Linked DNA regions of Bombyx mori: region 2 is linked to region 1. Evidence: chromatin contacts called from public Hi-C data. All regions are on one chromosome and are shown on one strand. Each heading gives the region's core, a stretch centred on a gene start, on an enhancer-like site or on the middle of the called end of the contact. The rest is flanking DNA. Distances are from core to core; before and after follow the strand shown. Region 1 has its middle 12 kb from the start of LOC134199536. Region 2 holds the start of Cyp18a1 (cytochrome P450 18a1).

Region 1 (5,174 bases), core at 1,412-3,911:
CATTGAACCCAGTTATTCCACACAACCAAAAATGGGGGCTTTTAAATCTTAATAACAAAATAAATTTCAAAACGGTATTTACAAAATATAAACTTGCTTAGGCGATCGGGTTATTCAGGGATCCTCTGGATGTGTTAGGTAGTATATTCAGTTTGACTTATTTGCATTGCTCATTCAACATCCGTGCAAGAAACTGACCACACATGCTGAATATGAAATGCACGAAGTTAATGTGACACTTTTGTCAGAAGTAAGCATTTTCGAGTACGGTCAGTGACCCTGTCATTGCGTAGGCTAGCTACTTTCTCTCAATGTTGGGGCGAGGAGGTGCGAGGCAGACGTGGAGAGAAGGGGGTCCTGCCAAATTAAGTGCGTGAAAGGCTGCGTATAGCCGTTCCGGTAATGTGGTTCAGGCACCGGTGTTTGCATGATCCCTTCCTGCCGAATCTACTACACATTTAAGCTGTTGTGAATGTGTGTTAATTCTTATTACGTGATTGAACCATTTAATATTCAATTGACGACCGTTGCATTATATTTGCGAAGAACATCTTTAAAGTGTGGCCTAACAGGGTCGACGACCCGAGATTGGAGTAGTGGAAATCGCAAATCAGCTGTGACTTGGCTCACGATTTGATTTGATTGTTGTTATGCACTGTGTGTTCGTTAGTATACTGATTTGTGTGCTGCGTCTTCCGGTACCTTATCGTATACGGGTGTGATCCATGTATTTATGGATAACAACCATGATTATTATGATTAAATATAGGTTCCTGGTAGATATTAGTATGAACTTGTAGCTTCAGTAGTCCATACCTACGGATTTATCACCGAGCAGTGAGAGATTAACAATTGGCGCTTGTTTCAATTTCGAAAAGTATTTTGGGCAACGATTGCGACGTCCGTAAAAATATTATAAAGCGAAACATCAAAGTAATTTCTTTTGCTTTGTTATGTGACTTACAATTATAGGCTTACTATGCTGAGGGGAGATATAAATGTTGTAATCTAGTATTGGGCCAGTCCAGTAGACTGCCCACGTGATACAGGGTTGTCGTATTTTCGAGTTGTTGCCGTGGTGTTGGGCAGTATAGGTACTGTAGTCAGACACTAGTTTATGTCCTATGTGAATTACTACAAAACGATTTTTTTGTATTTGTTTTCCTTGGATGGCTGCTCCGACCTTCCGACCGAAATGCATTACTGCTTCACGACCGAAATGAGCAGGGCGACGGTACCTACATATGCGGGCTCATAAGACGCCCTACCACCAGTTATTTCGAAGGATAGATGTTGCGTCAGGGAATGATGATTTATAACAATTGTTACACTATATGGGCTACGTCGTTGCTTTCCATAGTGTTGCACAAGGATCGTAATAATGTGGACCTCTAAGTTTTGTAATAGACTTACAAGCGGGTCCTCGGTGAAGGGCCCATGAAAAAAAATCACGTAACGAGTTTGATAAAATGGCAAAAATTAATACCAACGGTCGTATAAGCTTTTAAATTCTGTTACATCAGATTGTCTTTCAAAATCAATACATGTTGACTTATTTTCAGTGACAGTTAAATCTTGATGTAAAATAAAGTATTCTCTCTCTTTTTCTCTTTCAGATATAACGTGAAAGCCCACTTGGTTGCCCATGTGAATGTCGCCCTCCAGCTCAAGACATGAGGTCCAGGTCTTAATTGTGTTATATCTCGTCTGTTGCCGTCTTCAGACTGGAATGCATAACTGCTTTACGGCTGAAATAGGCAGGATTGTGCTACTTATTGCTACTTAATCAGTGGTCATACAATACGCCGCATGATCACTGAAATGTAGCAGAAGAAAATCTTTGAACGTAATATCATATTATATTTGCCGCTATTCCTTTTTTAACGTATTAAACTCCTATAGGTTGATCTTGTATCCAGTCATGAATGTCTTTAAAAATAAATCAATGAGACAGAATTTGACGAAACGTTTTTTTTTTTTGTTGTTACATGTCGGTATATTACAAAAAAACGGTGGTGTGTCAATAGAGCAAACGCATAATTAATTAGCGATTTAAAGACTATTTGTATACGGTGCGTGTGCTTTAACGCCTAATGGCATGGTCCTCACGTCACGAACGCACATAGCGCTCGACGACAAGTTACGAAAAGAACAAGACGTCGCCGCAGGAATATCAATCGGAATAAATTGGGCGGCACACAAAGGTCGAAGGCAAAATTATTTAAAAAAAATTGCGAAACGCCAACGTAAAAAAAGAGTTGGCACATTGTACGTGCTTACGACGGCACGTTCTCTCTTTTGAAGGTTACTCGACGAAGCTGTGCGTGTACCGTTAAAATAAACTGTCATCATTTAGGACAACTAGTTTAACAATAGTTTATAATGGGCATAACTGTACTGAAACAGTAACGCTTTCCATTGTACTCGACAACGATCTTATCGAAGCTAAGGAGTCATGAATTCTAACACCGATACCGATAAAATAGTTTTAAAAAAAATCATTTTTGAAAAAATGTTTTTGTATTGCATGTTTATTGTCTACGAGCGTAGTCGAATTGTCTACGGTCTACGCATAATACGAACGAAGCTGGCGTGGAAGACGGACGTGTGCGAGCGCTTGCCCTGGGTCGGGTGTCATATTTCTAGAGCATTGACCTATGCAACCTTGTGCGTTGAGCCCGACCGCTCTCCGTGCGCTGACGCAACCGCTTCAGCCCCTTCTCCTCTGACTATAACCATATCGCATAATTATTCTTTAAGGGCACAGCCTGATATTAGCAACAATGAAGAAACTTAATTATAATCCTTATGCACTATAACGTTAGAATTTATCGAATGCTCCTTATATTTGCACAATAGCTGATCTTCATAGCTATCCGGTACATTAACGTGGATTGTTTGGTTAAGGTTTTGTGTGTGCAATATTAATGTTCGCTTGTTCGTTATCGCGTTAATTATCGTCTAGTCGAGGGTTGGAAGACGGTTGAGCGAGTCGGTGGAAAGGCGCGGTGTGGACGGAACGCTAACAAGTCGCGGTCGTCCGCAAATAGTCCGCGAGAGGTGCGAAACGGTCGCGGGGCTACAATTGGCGCCTGCCCCGAGAGCATTGCGAGGTGACGCTTACGTAAACCGCTGACATAACCGAGTCGACGACCGGCGCTTGCGCAAACATCGCCAAACTCGCAACCCCACGCGCCGCGCCTCCCCTCGGCGTCGTCTTGCTCCCACCATCTTGTCAAAATTACCTAATTGTAACCAAAATGCATCAAAAGGACACCGGTCCAACGCCCGAGTTACGACATTGGCTGTTATTAGTGCAACGACCTTCTGCTTAGGCAGGTGATGGAGGTGGTGAACGTTTATTGCACGTTTCGATTAACATTTAGTATGTAAATGAACTTATTTTAATATGGGTATAACTAAAATTTGGTCAACGTACCCACAAAGTCATCTTAAGTGCTCATCTGGGCGCTTAATAGAACCTCGGATAGGTCACAACTAGAATGTTAAAAGCGAAGCTGCGCAAGGTTTTCTGCATATGACTAATTCAAACTTAAAACGACTATTATACGTTTTAATATTGCGTACGCTTCGCGGGCTCCCAATAAAAGTTGGGCGCGAACGAAATTGTGGGCATGTACGTGACGTATATGGTACAGTTATCCTTAGTGAACGAAAGTGAAAACTAAATGTGGGTTCGGTCATCGACCCTAGGCAGGTCGTCGACCGAGCCGAACTGCAAAGGCCGTTTGTGAGTGCTGAGGCCGTGTGTGCGACATTTAGGTGTATTGGACGCGCCCGCGGTTTCATTGCACATCGTTACTTCGATATAAATTATCATTTTTTACTCTGGAAAATAAAAGTAAAAGTTTTTAAAAGTTTTTATAGCGGTAGGCAGCGGCTTGGCTCTGCCCCTGGCATTGCTGAAGTCCATGGGCGACGGTAACCACTCACCATCAGGTGGGTCGTATGCGCGTCTGCCTAAAAGGGCAATAAAAAAAAATCGGCGGCGATTTTGATTTTAGAAATCTCGTTGTCACAAATAAAAGTTTATCATCCAAATTCATCTGATTGCGAATCCCGAACGAACATTGCTGTCTTCATTATTCGGTCAATAAAAATCATTTAGATCCGGTCCTCGCCTTTATTTAGATTTGACTCGGTAATATAGTGAAAGCTACGTTATTAAAATACACCTGTACAATCTCATATAATATGAAAGGAAGCAAAATCAATGCCAATACGGTATCCGCAATTATTCGTTTATTAACTAGATAACATTTAGAGTGTATGTTTTGATACAGACTCAAAATATTTAAAAAAATATATTAAAATCAAACTAGAAACTAAAGATAAAAATAAAAACGTAAACAAACATTGTTACAAATTTGTGGTGATAAAACAATATACATAGCTGGGCCATCATTGTAATTAAATACAAAAGCTTATGTAATAAGTCATTGCACTGTGTGTTCGAATTTGTATCATGTCGTCGGCGACTGTATACAAAAAAAAAACTTTGTTTATTTATTAAGACAGGTGAAAGTATTAGGGGGATTAATTTGCGACTTTTGTTCGCAATTTTTTCGTATCGATAAAATAATTATGTGATATTTAGTTAAAATCATTAAAGGATCTGACATAAAATTAATAATTGTATAGAAAGAATGGGGTATCTGACCTTAACTATTCATTATTACTATTGCCCCATGATCGTGCGAGAAGAAAGAACCATTTTTATTGCTTAGAATGGCTGGACGAGCTCACTGCCCACCTGGTGTTATATGGTTACTGGAGCCCATAGACATCTACAATGTAAATGCGCCATCCACCTTCAGATATAAGTTCTAAGGTCTCAGTATAGTTACAACGGCTACCCCACCCTTCAAACCGAAACGCATTACTGCTTGACAGCAGAAATAGGCGGGGTGGTGGTACCTACACGTGCGAACTCACGAGAGATCCTACCACCAGGTAGATACAGCTTGACCACATAAATTTATTGTGTACTTCATGAATTTTAAGAAAGGTACTGTTTAAAACATAAATGAATGAAAATTGAAGGGACAAACCAGTTTGGGGTAATTACTTCAAGAGTTTTACTGGTGGTAGGATCTCTTGTGAGTCCGCACGGGTAGGTACCACCTCCCCGCCTATTTCAGCCGTGAAACAGT
Region 2 (5,174 bases), core at 1,293-3,792, 50 kb after region 1:
CGAAGATGAGAGCTATCTGCAGAGAGCGTAGTCGGTACTAAGGGTACTGGTGAACGAGCCAAAAATTTCACACGAAAAGCTTTCGGTGCAATTGTAGCACCTACTATGCCCTCCAGCGAAGGTAATGCGTCACCTTCAGCCATTTCCAAGTCGAATTGGTGCATCATACACGAAAAGAACATGAACATCTCTTTGCGGGCCAATACGTCGCCCAAACACATTCTTCGGCCGACCCCGAATGGCATGAAATATTCCGGACGTCTTATCTTGCCGGTCGCGTCGATGAATCTACTAGGATTGAATTTGTTTGGTTCATCCCAGAGATTCGGATCCATGTGCACGCAGTTAATAAGTGGTATAACCTGAGAACCCGCCGGAATCTTATAGCCGTTGATTTGCACATCCCTAAAACAATAAATTAATAAATAAAAATTGTTTTAAAAGCAACAACAATAATGCTGTTATTATTTTGTAGTTTTTTTGAAGCTTACCTAGTCGGAGAATGTGTGGTTGCCAAAGGAACAATGCTTGATAATCTTAGCGTTTCCAAAATTGTAGTTTCGGTGTATGGAAGACTAGATATGTCGTCAATAGAAGGGAGACGTTCTCGGCCAATGACCGCATCGAGTTCTTCTTGTACACGCCTTTTCACGTCTGGGTTTCGCAACATGAATACTATCATCCACAGAAGCGACGACTTTATGGTTTCCATACCAGCAGAGAAAAGATCTCCAAGTATTTGTTTTAATTGTAATTCTAAAACAGAAAGTAGAGTGTTATTAAATCGGTTTAAGAAGCTTCCAAAGAAAGAGCTAATGAAATGATAATTAATCTATTATAACTTACCATGATCTCTTCCTTCGAAGAGTTCGCCGGCCCTGCCCTCGCTCTTCGCCTTCTCGATTTCAATTAAGTAGACATCGATAAGGTCTCTGGCATTATTGATGTCCAGAGTTTCGCGGTGCTCGTCTATCAATGTTTGATAGAACGCGAACATTTCATCGCGATTTTTTGCGACCTTTTCTTGAGCTAGAGCTTTTCCAGGTAGATACTAAAACAAAATAAATAAATTAACATAAAAAATGTCTATCTATATTTTCGTGGTACTTAGGTTGTGTGATTTATTTTATTGACGAGTTTGGAAATGCTGTTTAACGAACTTGTTTAAATGTGACACAGTAAACGCATTCAAATGTGACACAGTATAAGCTTGTTTCTTGTTCAAGCTTGTTTAAAAAAAAGAAAAATACGTTCGAATTGCTTTAGTGTACATACGACGATTAGCATCGAAAAAGATAAAAAAATAAATCCTGTTTATGACTTTAGGTATTTGTATATTACGTTTTGAAATTTAAAATGAATAGTATGCTTTTAAACTTACATTATACAGAGGAATGTATTCTCCGTAGTGAACTTCTCCGAAAAGTCTCATTCCTTCTTCGATAAGATGATTGAGTCTCTCGAAGCGTACATCGCCGTTACTAAAACGGACCGACATCGTGATACCGCAGATAACGTTGGACACGCACAGCGCAAGGAGAGGATTTACGTCAATAGGTGCGCCTTGCGCTCGATGCAGGCTTACAATCAGCTCGTGGATTTCATTCTAAACAATAAAAATAATACGTTCTAAGTTTTCTTTCGAAGCTTTTTTAGTACGTTCATAAATAGCAACATTTATTTTAGTTTATTTATTAAGCGTATATTACAAACCTTGATTCTATCCTCCATTAGTTTTTTGCCGTTTCCCATGTAAGTCATGCCGAACTCCCGTAGTTTTTCGTGCAAGAACCGTCGTTGATTTTTCCAGAGGCGGCCCTCGCTATTGATGATGCCTGCATAATAAGAGGGAGGTGTTTAGTAGGGTCTACGAGTGTAGGCGGCGCATGCGCACCGGTAGGTCCGACTCGGTAACGCCCACTTTAACATGTGTAACTTTCAGTCTTGTGGATAAAGTTTTATGTTACTTTAAATTATTATACAATTTTTTACTATAGAATTTTTTATTGAAATCTTATGTGAAATTGTTTGAAAATTAAACACTTACCAAGACCATCTAAAGTATGCATTAAGGGAGTGCTGGGACGACCGGTGAATTCTTCGCGTCGGAAGGCTTCTCTGATAATTTTGTAGTCACTCATAACGATGGTCAATTGGTTTCCGAGTCGCGCAGAGAAGAGAGCTCCATAGTTTCTGGCCAATTGAAGGAACGTCTTGTGCCGGACTCCGAGAAAAGGTAGGTAGCCGACGACGGGTGGTCCCCACGGTCCCGGGGGCAACTTGCGAATGTCACGTACTAGCTTCAGGAATTGAGTCAACAACAACGCCGTGCAGGTTACAATGATCAGCATCACCGACGTACGAGATACACAATAGTTCATCACTTGCCAAAGCGCCCACAGAATTTTCGAATTCGTAAGCATAGTTATCATTTTTACTGATTTGTTTTTTTTTTTTTTAAATAAAAATTAACTTTTCGTTCAGACGAAACGAAACATGCGTGCGCGGAACGTAGATCGCGAGCATGCGACGTCAGAACACTGTGATTGTATACCGCGTGCGAGCAACGTTTGCGCACTGGCGCGCCGCTGCCGTGGCCTTGCGAATAAATAGTAGCGAGTCCGTCCCACCGGCGTACAGGATCTCTCAATCGCTTTTCTGCTATTAAGCGCTGTAAATACAATAGTTTACAGCGCTGATATCCACATTTGGTATGGTAGGCAGCGGCTTGAATCTGCCCCTGGCATTGCTGACGTCCGTGAGCGACGGTGACCACTTACCATTAAGTGGGCCGTATGCTCGCCTGCCAACAGAGGCAATAAAAAATTATAAAAAAAATTTGCACGTTATTTAATAATATTATAATAAACGATTGAAACAATAAAATATACATATTATTGCAAACTTTATATTTAAACGTGTATAAAATTGAATCGAAAAGCAACATTGTTTATTTTAAAGGCATAATAAAAGTATTTTACTAATTTGAAATGTATCTTTGGCTCAATTCGGGTTGGATTGATTTATGTTTAATTTTTTTTATAATTGTTAAAAAATTATAGAAGATTAAAACGTTTAAAATAAACTGTTGCAGTAATGTAGATGAATAAAAATTGTGTGGTGTGTATGTAGATTTTGGTTCTATGCGCATTACTCGGTAGCGAGTACGTACGGCTTGCTCCAACTCTACCGAGTAGCGCTACGGGCCGCGTAGCGAACGCTCGTAGAGCTAGATAGAGCTCTTACTGATTGTACCCACTTTATTTCGATAATTTTATGCATTCATGTTTTATATAACATTTAATTAAAAATTTGGCATTCAAAAACTTCGAAAAATAAGATACTAAAAAAACAAAACAAATTATTTGTCTTTTATATAATAGAACATTAGTATTTTGATTACTTGCGAGTCTGGTTTTGAAGGGCATTATTGTGTATGTCAAGAACAAGCTCATGCCGAATTTTAAATGTAAGTTGACTTTGGGTATGGCCTTAAAATTCGTGCGTGTATGTATTGAATGTATGCATTGTAAGCGTTGAATTTAGGAGAGGGGTAGGGATTGGCGAGGTCGCAGATGATAAGATTAACGAATTGCGTAATTGTGCAAGGTGACGGGCGGGTCAACGACATTCTACGCGCTCGACTCTCCGCCACACACTCTGATACTATTATTTAAATCAATCTTACTATAATTGAGTTACAAAACGCAAAACTTATGATTGATTCGCATTTTTTTACATATTAAATTTACTCTATAAATATTACTGTTCTGTATTAATTTAATAGAAAATTTACTGATTTTGCGACAAAAACAATAAAAAACTTTCGTTAGGTACGTATAAGAAACAATAATTAGTTGGTAGCTAAGTGTGAAAATTACGCAGTTACAACTATTTGCTCTTTATATAACATGTTATTATATGTATAAATTTATAAGGAAAATGTTATTAAATAAGGAAATTTCTTTCTAAGGTATCCAGCTTTTCTCGTGTTCTATTGAGAGAAAAAACAAAACCTTCTAGTAGGGGTCCTGAAAATAATCATAAGGGTTCTTCTAAGACTTTATAGGACGTAAAACTATCGACTAAAACAATTAGCTTTAAAAAAAAAAAACATAGACTTCTTGTAATATGTATATATATATATATATATATATATATATGTAATGTTTACTGTATGCACTAGGTTTGTGTTCCTAATTCTTCTTTCCTTTTGCGGGCCTACTGGAAGAGATTTCAGCATGAAATAAGTAGTGCCCTTGTACTCTGTATCCTTATTGACGTGTCTTTTCTAACAGCTGTGTGTACAAAATATATATTAAATAAATAGACTACATTTATGCACATAAACATAAAAGCGAAACCTTTTTCATATCTGAAAAGTAAATGATAACCTTTTTAAGTCGTTCCAATTGTTATTCACGTGGCTGTCGCTTGTTTATTTTCATTTTATTTAATATAAAATACTTTTTTGAACTTTCGCTTGTTCATGTTGGTTGCATTCGTGCGCGCGTCGGTACGGTACTTACTGATTTTTTCATTTATCACGTCACGTCTTAAAAACTAGACCTTTTTCATAATATACATTTAGTGATAGTCGTCACAGGGCTTACCGGTAACATAGAAATATATCATTTTTATTTGTTCAATAATAAACCCGTTAAAAATTTGTTTTTTTACTCAAAGATGAGTCAAAATTTCGGCAGTGATAGTGATAGTGATTCCACAAAATCCACAGTGATAAGCTGTGACTTGACTTTGACCTTGGATATGCAAATATCGAGATTAAATTATTTTGTAGACGTTAAACTATAATGTAATCTTAAATAAATTTTTTTTATTTGAAATTTATATTCACTTAATAAAATTATAAACTAAGTAATTTCCTTTCAAGCATAGTTTTCACAATCGGAGCTTATTTTAGTTCCCAACCAATTGTTGACATTCAAAAAGCTTTCCAGGTCTGTATAGTGGAAAGTAGTCGTCGTGGCCTAAAGGATAAGACGTCCGGTACATTCGCATCGAGCGATGCACCGGTGTTCGAATCCCGCTGGCGGGTACCAATTTTTCTAATGAAATACGTACTCAACAAATGTTCACGATTGACTTCCACGGTGAAGGAATAACATCGTGCAATAAAAATCAAACCCACAAAATTATAATTTGCGTAATTA

Evidence for each region. Hi-C and Micro-C count contacts between places; a contact is called where the count stands out from the background.
Region 2: a Hi-C map of posterior silk gland shows a contact between it and region 1, with 1.7 times the contacts expected there. The contact joins the promoter of Cyp18a1 here to the enhancer-like site in region 1. A contact is called at or near these places in 3 of 7 Hi-C or Micro-C datasets (posterior silk gland and whole pupa).

Annotation. Positions count from the first base shown.
Region 1 is chr10:10,360,385-10,365,558 of ASM3026992v2, forward strand. No RefSeq gene overlaps it. Among protein-coding and RNA genes, the nearest start is that of LOC134199536, 12 kb to the left of the region's middle. Within about 2 kb of position 2,662, at least 5 of the 8 cell types and tissues checked have open chromatin away from gene starts, as enhancers often do.
Region 2 is chr10:10,410,261-10,415,434 of ASM3026992v2, forward strand. It overlaps Cyp18a1 (cytochrome P450 18a1), which reads right to left and starts at 2,543. Exons shown (of 6, transcript NM_001083609.2): 1 at 2,048-2,543; 2 at 1,714-1,835; 3 at 1,382-1,606; 4 at 847-1,051; 5 at 492-756; 6 at 1-405. The coding sequence starts at 2,432.